Linked DNA regions of Capra hircus: region 2 is linked to region 1. Evidence: chromatin contacts called from public Hi-C data. All regions are on one chromosome and are shown on one strand. Each heading gives the region's core, a stretch centred on a gene start, on an enhancer-like site or on the middle of the called end of the contact. The rest is flanking DNA. Distances are from core to core; before and after follow the strand shown.

The links. Hi-C and Micro-C count contacts between places; a contact is called where the count stands out from the background.
Region 2: a Hi-C map of blood shows a contact between it and region 1, with 6 times the contacts expected there. The contact joins two enhancer-like sites. A contact is called at or near these places in 2 of 5 Hi-C or Micro-C datasets (both in blood).

The regions. Positions count from the first base shown.
Region 1 is chr11:100,830,481-100,835,759 of ARS1.2, forward strand. It overlaps NUP214 (nuclear pore complex protein Nup214), which reads left to right. Exons shown (of 36, transcript XM_018055996.1): 22 at 1-92; 23 at 842-1,003; 24 at 3,088-3,187. Among named protein-coding and RNA genes, the nearest start is that of TRNAC-GCA, 18 kb to the right of the region's middle. Within about 2 kb of position 3,276, at least 2 of the 5 cell types and tissues checked have an H3K27ac peak or open chromatin away from gene starts, as enhancers often do.
Region 2 is chr11:100,973,405-100,978,683 of ARS1.2, forward strand. No RefSeq gene overlaps it. Among named protein-coding and RNA genes, the nearest start is that of PRRC2B, 27 kb to the right of the region's middle. Within about 2 kb of position 3,032, at least 2 of the 5 cell types and tissues checked have an H3K27ac peak or open chromatin away from gene starts, as enhancers often do.

The DNA of each region.
Region 1 (5,279 bases), core at 2,026-4,525:
ACCTTCCATCCAGCCCAGTCTCTTACCCCAGGCAACTCCTTTTGCTAAATCTCACCTGATTCATGGTTCGCAGGGTATGATGGGAACTTCAAGTAAGTAAACAGTGAGACCAGAAACAATCTTTTCCCTAAGAGGTTCCTAATTCATGAAGGAACTGTGGCTGGGTTTTATTACTAGCACACGCAAAAGTTGTGGGTTCTAGCCCATTTCTGCTAATCTTTTAGAAATTACAGAGTCAAGAGATATTTCCCCCTTGAAAGTGGTTGGTAGGGCACTGTGAGGAAGAGGAGGCGCTGCAAGGCTCACACTGTTGCCCGTTACGTGGAGGACAGCGTGTGCCCTTCTGACCTCGGCTCATTTCAGCTTGAAGCCATGTCCTGTCTCAGGGCTCACCAGCCATGGTGCTCGTTATCTCTGATGGCTTGCTGACAGGACCTATGTTGGGCTGTTAGATCTTCAGCTCAGAGGGTCAGGATTTTGTACTGAAGTGACTCCTAAGTAGACCAACCTAGGCATGAGGTACTAGAATGGAGAGATTTGTGAGAGGAGAGCTAACTATTCATTGCTTTGTATGGGCATAGAAGTTATATCTCACTCAGTGTCAGATGAAATGATCATGTAACATATTTTCACCAGTAGAAGTGGGCAGACAAATAGCATACAGCATCTTTGAAAGATAAAAGTGCCAACCTGTCAGTTTGCCAGTATTTTCTGTTAATGCTTAAGGATTTTAAATCTTTGCATTTTCCCTGCAACCTAACGTGGAGAATTTACCCTTTTAATTTTTGTGTGTGCTTCTCTTCTGACCCACTGTCTCACTTAACTTTACTTTTTCCCTCAGTGTCTACACCTGCTAGCAAAATTATTCCCCAAGGAGCTGATAGCACCATGCTCGCAACAAAAACCGTGAAGCATGGTGCACCTGGCCCTTCCCACCCCATCTCTGCCCCCCAGGCGGCCGCTGCAGCAGCACTGAGACGGCAGATGGCCAGTCAGGCACCAGGTAAAAGCACCGGTACAGGGGCTGATGCTGAGCTTTCTGAGCCACAGGCCAGGACACAGCGGCCAAGAAACAGCGGGCCCTTCACTGCCTTTCAGGAAAGAGGACTGATGTGATAGCTCATGCCTTTTGGGGGAGAGTTCTGAGAGGGCAGACTCAGTTGGAAACTTGCCCTTAAAGGGCTGTATAAGATCTACCATGTTAAGTTCATTTGCATCATTTCCTTTTAGATTCAACATAATAAGGATTCATCCCTATTTTTTAATAATGTCTGCTTTAAGCCCCAGAATTAATCTTTGCTGTCAGATCACCTAATAATGTTAGAGCTGTCTCGTAGTATTTTAAGGGTCCGAGCCACCCTTTGCAATGAGTGTACATGTGCCCGTTTTGCTTTTGAGTAATGCTCGGTTTCGAGAGGCAAAGGTCACCAACCAATATGCAACAAAGCCCAGACTCCAATCCTGTGTTCTTTGTATTGAAGTACAGCTTTTTCTTAAGATTGCAGTTTTAACCTGGAAACCTGAAGCTCTAAGGAGCTAATCAGCTCCTGCATTTTGTCAGTGGTTTGTGGCTCTCCATAATCTTCTACATCAAGATTTCTAGGTAATTTGCCTCGGAATTCAGTTAATCAGTTTTTACAAGCCAGTGCTTCTCAACCAGAGGCTCTTTTACTCTGCCTGCTTCCCCTCCAACAGTTGGCAGTGTTGCTGGCCTGTAGTGGGTAGAGGCCAGTAATGCTGCAAAGAAACTCCCAAAAGCACAAGACAACCCTACAGCAAAGGATTATCTATCCCCAAAATGTCAGTAGTGCCAAGAGTGAGAAACTTGGCTATAAATCATATTTTTGTTTTAGCTGAATGAATCTTTTTAGTTTTATACCTGCTTAGAACATATGCCAATTTACACTAAAATTTTAAAAGATGGAAAAGACATGGTGGTTTGATTTAGCCAAAAATAGTTGCCATTAGATGATAATAGATCTCTAGGGAAAGTTCAGATTAAAACCCTTACTAAGACACCTAACATAGATATGAAAGAGAAAAAAACAGAACTTTTTAAGGTACTTTTGAGCATTCTGAAAAATATAAGAATTCCTTGATGTTTTAAATATCAGTCGGACCAAGCAGAATCTTAGCATTGTACTGAACAGATCCAAAATCAAGCTGATTGATTATTTATCAGCTTCAAGTCTACCAGGATTTAGGATTAGTCCATTCTCAGCAGGAGGTGGTGTGATCATTTCAGAAGACATTATTCAAAAACAGGTTTCGAAGGTGTGGGCACCTGTGAGTGTCAAGGATGAACTACGTGCAGTCATAAGCAGGGCATCCCTGGGGACTCCCTGAAGGAAGGGGTGGAGTGAGCTGCCATAGAGCCACCATCCTACCTGGGCTACAAGTCCAACTGCCCCAAAATAGTTGGAGAAGATCCAAGAGCTTTGCTTAGGCCTTAATAGTTATTTATAAATTATAAGACACATACAAAAAAGGTATGGAAGCTGATAAGCCTAAGACAGGTGAGTAAGTGCCACATCAGTCCCTGGTACCTTTCCTTAATTCAGGCCTGCTTGGCCTCCTCCTCCATTTTGGTTCAAGCTCCATTTTTCATATTTGATTCACTGTGTCTGTCTCACTAAAGCATGAACTTCTTTAAAGAAGACACTATATTTCAGACATTTTTTGTATTCCGAGCACCTAACAGAGTCTGACACTAATAAGCTCATGTGAAAGAGTGGCTGAATGAATGAATGCGTGGAGGCAGGAACACTGGTGATCCTCTAGCTCTTTCTGCCCTTTTCCAGGACAAGCCGATATGGCAGGTATCTCAGCTCTGCTCTGTAAAAGCTGGCTGGTGAATTCCTTTTTTCTGAACTAGGACATTTGATTAAATTGCACAAAGCTTCATTGGATAATCTTTATGAAGGGCGTAGGCCAGGTGTTCCATTGAACACAGTGCTGCAGAACCACCTAAATTTCCTTTATATAATAAGTTTGCATTCTGCTTGTGTCCTAGTTATTCATTAGACCTGGCTAGAATTTTGATCTTATATTGCAATTAACGTGCCTTTCTCTTCTCTATTTAAATAGCTGTCAGTACATTGACTGAATCAACTTTGAAGAATGTCCCTCAAGTGGTAAATGTGCAGGAACTGAAGAATAATGCTACAGCCCCCTCCGCAACCATGGGGTATGTTACTGCTTCAGTAGTGTGTTTCAGCCAATGAATTATTCTGCAGTAGCGTAGAACTGCCTGCAGGGAGCAGCAGTGCTATTGTTCCAGTGTGACTTCCTGCACAACTTCAGGTTATCAGAGGAGCGGAATGGACAGCTAATCTCAGGCACACAGTTGGGCTTTCAGGAAATTGTCCTCTCCAACTGGCAGTAACAGTTGCCTCATAAACTTCCAAAGTCTTGGTGTTACATACTCAGTGTGCTGTTTGCTGTATGTAAGTCTGCATGTGGTACACGTTACAGTTATTAAGTCAGGTAAGGTGGAGGGTTTGATTTATTTTGGGGGCTCCTGAGTTGACACTTCAACTCTAACGCAGACTGTTGATTCTAAAAACCCAGTGACGGTCTCTCCTCCCTTCCTTCCCCTCTCCAGGCATTCCTGTTTGTTCAAGTTTCTCATATTGCTTGTATGAAAAAGCAGTGGTTTAAAAGGCAGAAGCTCTGTTTGGAGACTTCCAGTTTCTCCCCATGCCACATCTAAGAGCTGGATCATTGCTGCCAGAACTGACTTTTAAGTGTGAATCTGTGTTTAGAATTCCAGGCATTGACTCCCTCCCGCCGTTGTGGGCAGCACGGTTCACAGAACATGCCGGTGTCCTGTTGCTACCAAGTATCTTGCAGCCAAGAGCTGTGCAGTGTGGCTCGGGGAAGAGTTGAGGGCTGTCTCCTCAGTTTGAATGTAGAGATCGTGAGGACCAGGGTCATTCAGGGGGTTAGTGTCTGGTGCCTGTGACCAGTCCAACTGCGAGAAGAACAGCCGCTAACCCTGTGTTTTTTCCAGTTCACGTTAGCCCTCTCCTCCCCCACCCTAGGTCTGCTCCCTGTTCGATTTTGGCTTTATCAAGTGGCCCTGCTTCACTAGTCCACTGGCCTCTTTTTTCCACATTGGTCCATTTATCAACACTGCCAGGAATTTCTTAGTTATCTCAGGGCCATACTAACAGCCAAAAACAAGCCTAGCTTTCCTATCTTATAGTGACCTTGAAGCTTTGGTATGCTGTTTAGACCAAGATGGCATTTGTGGTTGTTGTGAACATCTCAAGGGAAAGAACTATGCATTCGAGTTTGGGAATTATAGCCAGATTCCTAGTGTAGGGTAGGCAAGGAAAAGCCACCGCAAGGCAGAATCTTACATAAGACAGGAAAAGCCAGCTTAATGGTGAAAGAAACATGGTCTGGAATACTTTAGCTGTTCTCACAATATGTGAGAAGCACCTCTTGATGATCTCCTTTATCTTATCTCAGGCAGTGTTTTCCTCTAGTGATTCATCTGAGCTGATCATTGATATGAGCTTTGTTAAAGGAGCGATTCTGAGTTTGCCCTTTTTTCTGACTTAAGAAAAATAGACATAGGAGTTCAAAAAGAGTTGAAGAAACTCTTCTTTTCTCCGCAGAATTGGACTCTGGTTATTATTAAACTTGTATGCCCAGCATGGCACCTGGAATGTTGTTTCTTTTTAATACCTTATTGAATAATAGGTGAATCTAAGCACAGTTGGTAAGTGGAAATTGGTATTTACCGCCTTCCCCAATAAGAAAGCCTGAGAGGGAATTATACTCATTATAAAATTACTTTCAGATTCTGTTAAGCAGTAGTTTCCTGAGTGTTTTTTGTTTTTGCTTGTTTTGTTTTTGTTTTTGGTGGCACCTCGAGCCTTTATGGGATCTTAGTTCCCTGACCAGGGTGGAACCCATGCTTCCTGCAGTGAAAACATAGAGAGTCTTAACCCCTGGACTGCCAGGGAAGTCCCTCCTAAGTGTATTTTAAGTATTTAATTTTGCATTTAACTTCTCCTGAGTAATATCTTAAAGAGATTTATTATAAGATGAGGTTCTATGTTTCTGCCACTGGTATAGCTTATGTTCACTGGCCTCACCCCGCTCACCCCTTATATTAACCAGTCATCCTGTTTTCAAGAAGAGGGCTCATTTGGGGCACACTCATGCTATTTAGACTCCTCACCAGCGCCCAGGCACTTGATTCAGCAGATTCCTAAGGGATGTCTGCCATGAGCATGATAATGCCCTGGATATTTGGGGTCCAGTAG
Region 2 (5,279 bases), core at 1,782-4,281, 140 kb after region 1:
AAGTAACAAAATAAACAAAAGTATTTTAAACATAGTTGCATTCAAGTGTTCTACTTCCTGATCCCATCTTGGTAGGTTATATTTTATCCAAGTTTTGGACCATTTCATCTAAGTTTTCAAATGTATTGACATAGAGTTATTAATCATATTCAGACCCTGGACTTACCTGGAGGTACAGTGGTTAAGGGGTGGGAGGAGGTCCTTGGAATTTTCTATTTTATGAGACCTGCAACACTTCCGAGAATAGTCTCCACCCAGGGCCAGTGGCTACAGAGCAGGTTTGTCGCTTGGAGCTCCCAGAGTCATCCTACAAAAGCTGAGGCCCTGAAATGTGAGCCTGCTCTCCTGCTGCTGGAACCGCCACCTTCTGCTGTGTCCCAGGCTTCTCACTGGTGGTGACTCTGCCATGACGCCCCGGAGGGCTGTCCACTTGCCATGGGCTACCTGACCCCCCCCACTCACTGACCGGCCAGCCTCCTTTACTTTTGGAGTTCTCACGCCATCCTTTGAAAGCTCTCCCCAACCTGCCTTGCCGCCAGACCCTCCGGGGGCACACGGTGCCACGGCCCAGGCTGCCTCACCTTTGGGTCCAGGCTCACTGTGGTTTGTGCAAAGCACAACCTGGGATCAGAGCACCGGGCCGTCGGCATTGACTTTGACGGTGCCCAGCGCAGACCTTTTTCTGCGTATTTTCTTGGCCACGGTTGGGCTGAGACCGCTGGAGCATGAGAGTGCTGTGTAGACAAGGTGAAAACTGAGTTCATTTGAAGGAATGGGACTGTGGCCGTGGAGAGCTTGCACGTGGATGTCAGGCTGGGACCCAACCCTGGCTCCTCCACTTAGAGCTAGGTGACCCTGGACTAGTGACCTCATCCATCTAAGCTTCAGTTTCTTTCTTTCTTTTTTTTTGGCCTCGGCTTGTGAGAACTTAATTCCCTGACAGGGATGGAACCCATGCCCCATCCATTGGAAGTGCAGAGTCTTAACCAACGGACCCCCAGGGCAAACCCTAAGCCTCAGTTTCTTCATCCACACAATGGGAATCACGGGTCTCTCCATCCAAGAGTGCTGGGGACTAGGATGGTGCTTGTCCACGTGGAGAGGCGGGCGCACGCCTGCCAGGTAGTTAGTGCTGAATCAATGTGTGTGCATGTGTGTGACCCACAGAGAGGGGTTTGCAGCCCTGCCTCGGGTACCAGCTGCATACTTGGCCCTCTGCACGCTCTAGCTCGCTGCCCTGAGAGGTAAGACCCTCCATCAGCTGTGATCTGAGCCTTGATTCTCTCATCCTTAAGGGGGTGGACAGACCGGTGTGTGAGGATGACGGTGCTTTGAGACCTTGCCCAGAGGGTATATGATATGATATATGGCAGAAACCATATATCAATATACAATATTGTAAAGCAATTATGCTCCAATTAAAAAAAAAAAAAACAAAAACAAAAATAAATCAGGCCAAAGAAGCAGCTGTCTCTCCCCCAGGCCCACCCAGCAAGGTCAGCGCTTCCAAGGGTCACACTCCAGTCCCCGGGGTTTTCTTGTGCCAGTTGAAGAATCCAGTGCCGGGGCTTCCTGTTGTAATAACTCCCTTCCTGTCCCTGGAGCGCCCCTTCCCCACTAGGTGAAACTCAGAAGAAGGGCCGGAAAATGGCAGGCTCTATTTTCCCCACCTTCCAGGGGCAGTTGGGTGGAATGTGTCCTCTGATAATGAGCTGCAAGGGGCCGGGCCAGGGCGGGCTGCCCGACCTGTGCTGTGTGGAGCTGGCTGATAAAGGCTCCAGAGGGCCTCGGGAGCCAACGCCCAACCCAGGGATGGTACCCATCTCCTGCACTGCAGGCAGATCCTTTGCCACTGAACCACCAGGAAAGCTCAGATCCCTCATGCTGCCTCTAAAAAGTCCTTCATGCTGTAATGAAGACTGATGACACCAAGTGTTGTAACTAAGACCCAGTGCAGCCAAATAAATACATAAAAATAGTAAGGGCTCTGTAATCACCCAGACCTGGGTTTGAGTCTTGGCTTTGTCACCTAGTGGTAGCTGACTGCCTTGTGGGCCTCAGTTTCTTCATCCAAAAAATGGGAAGAACAGGTATCTTGTGAGACTTGGAGAACAGGCCATGTGTATCTCACTTAGGCCTGGCTCTGGTGCCTGGGAGGTCCTCAGCAAATAGTTTTAAACTGTGACTGGGGAGCTCCAAGGGCTGGGCGGTCAAGAAATGAGTCACCTCTCCCCTTGCAGGGCCATGTGGAAGTCTGGGGCAAAAATGAGGATGTTGCACGGGGAATGCAGAGCAGCCTCCTGGATACTGGGGCGGGAAGTGGGTACAGAGGGCTAAGAGCCAGGGGCGGGGGGCTGCTCTCCTGGGGGCACCTGTCTTTTCACGTGTCCACTGCAGTCTGGCCCCTCTGTTGCCATGGACACATCTGCATGGATCCCTCACCACCTCCTTCCCCAAGCCCAGATGCTCTTCCCTTCAGCCAGTGCCCACCCCGTATGACCAGAGTCCCCGAGACCCAAGTCCAAATGTCTGGGAGAGTTCATCGTTTGGCCATAGGAAGGGCCCAGCCTCTGTCTGGACCCAGCTGCTGGCTGGGGGACCCCACATTGGGCAGGTGGTGAGCTCTTTGAGAACCAGACCAGGCTGTCCTCCCACCCTCCTCCCTGCTCTGCCCCAGCTGCCGGACCCACAGCAACAAGGACAGGGCTGGGCCCCCAGCAGGGCCTTTTCTGGAAAGGCAGCTCCTGCTCTCAGCCTCTCCCGTGTGCCAAGCCTTGGAGGAGCTGTGCCTGGACTGGGTTCTCGCCTCCACCTGTAAGTCAGGAGAAGTGACCTGCCCCCTCCAGGGCCACCTGACCACTCAGACCTGCACAGCCCCCAGCCTGAGGTGGGCAGGGCAGGCGGAGAGAGGACGCTGGGGAGTCAAGGATATTCCTGCCTCTTGTCTTGTGATGCTGAAACTCAAGAGCCCCCTGACTCAGCAGGATATTAATAAGCCTGGCGGGCTCCCAGGGGGCCAGCTCTGCCAGGGGCCAAAGCAGGAGGACTTCCAGCCCGCTGGCTTGGGATCTCCCTCCCCATGTCCACAGCTGGCCCCACAGCCCCAGCTCCTTCCCCAGGGCCCCTGGGCACCTATACACCCCAACCTCTCCTGGTAGAGAGACCCTCTCCCCACTGCTCAGGAGGCCTGGGTAAACCTCACTGAGTTAAAGGGAACTATCTAGAAGGGACCCAGGAGGAGAGATGGAGCCAAACATCATGGGGGTGGGGGGCACATGGTCCACCCTTCGAGCTCCAGGGTCAAGTTCAAGCTTTAGCTCTCTCTAAAGTGAAAGTCGCTCAGTCGTGTCCGACTATTTGCGACCCCGTGGACTACACAGTCCATGGAATTCCCCAGGACAGAATACTGGAGTGGGTAGCCTTTCCCTTCTCCAGGGGATCTTCCCAACCCAGGGATTGAACCCAGGTCTCCCAAATTACAGCCAGATTCTTTACCAGGTGAGCCACACGGGAAGCTGAAGAATACTGGAGTGGGTAGCCTAGACCTTCTCCAGCGGATCTTCCCGACCCAGGAATGAAACTGGGGTCTCCTGCATTGCAGGTGGATTCTTTACCAACTGAGCTATGAGGGAAGCCCCTCTAATTTATAGACTTGGGCCAAATCACTTAACGATGCTCGGTTTCTTAATCTGTATAGTGGCAGAGGGGGCGCTAACAGTACTTAGCCCTAGGTTCGCTGCAAGGACCCAGTGAGGTGGCTCTCACAAAGGGCAAGTCCAGGGAATGACAGCTCCTCCTCACCTGTCACCCCTGCTGGTTTCAGCTGAACAAGATGATTGGTCCATCTGGGACTCGGTTTCTGTCCCACAGCGCTCTCTAGTGTGCAGAGATGGTTATTGCAGGGGCCCCCTGCAGATTGTGTGGGTTCCCCTGCTCCTGAGCTCTGAAGGGTCCAAGAGGTACCTTTTCTGATTGACTCAAGTTCGTGACCCCTGTGATGCACTGGCAGTGCAGGCCAAGAGGATGAAGACCCACTCCCTTTCTTTCAAAGTTCAAAGCACACGGCAGCCTGGTTTGGCATCAGTGACCTCCGTAAGCCCCGTCCTGGGCCGTGCCCCTCTCAAGGCTGAACGAGTCACAGCCTCCATCACAGATCTCAGCTACAAACGGGAACACAAAGCCCAAAAGGCCACACACAGGAGCTGAGCACAAAGTGAACCAGGTGCCTGCACACCAGCACTTACGGGATTGACTCCAGCCCGAGACCCCCACAGTGGCGGACTCAGAGAGGACTCGAGGCCTGGGTCCCCGGCGGTCCCTTTTCAAGGCTGCCCAAGGGGAACATTTGCAGAAGGCAGACCCAGTCTGTCTTCTCCCTGTCTCCTAGCCCCTCCTGCTCCCCAGGCTGGGCAGCCTGTCGGCTTAAACAGATGTCTGCCTGCTGAGGGTTCCCCAGGAAACCCTCCCTGCCTGCCTCAGCGGAAAGTATCCACATTCTAGGTCTCTTCCCTCCCCCACCCCCAATAAAACCCTTTCCATCTCTGGAGCTGCTGCGGGCAGAATGAGACCAGGGGGCGCAGGCAACCAGGGAACCAGGACAGGATGGCAAGTCCCGGGGACCCCGCAGGGCTGGCAGTGAGCTCCCCAGCTTGGGGGTGTTTATGCAGAGCAGCTGGTCATGTGGCCAGCATGTGGGAGAGGTGAGCCCACCTGAGGACAGCTGAATTAACAGATCTTACATGGTAAAGCATCTGCCTGCAATGCAGGAGACCTGAGTTCGATCCCTGGGTTGGGAAGATCCCCTGGAGAAAGAAACGGCAACCCACTCCAATACTCTTACCTGGAAAATTCCATGGACGGAGGAACCTGGTAGGCTATAGTCCATGCGGTCACAAAGAGTCAGATATGACTGAGCAACTTCTCTTTCACTAAGGGCCCCTTCCAACCCAGCGGGTCTCTGGTTTTCTTCAAAACTTTCTAATTTCTCCTAATTTTTTTTTTTTTACCAAAGTCATAAAAGAATGGAGTTCAAAAAGAAACATGAGGCCCCCCAGTGTTCACTGCAGCACTGTTCACAATCGCCAAGACATGGAAGCAACCGAAACGTCCACAGACAGATGAATGGATAAAGGAGATGTGATACAGCTTCCTCCCAGTGGTCCAGTGGCTAAGACTCTGGCCTGCCACAACTAAAGATCCAGTGTGTCACAACCAAGACCTGGTGCAGGCCGATAAAGTAAATAAGTAGTTACCAACCACGACAACAAAAGCTGCGGTAG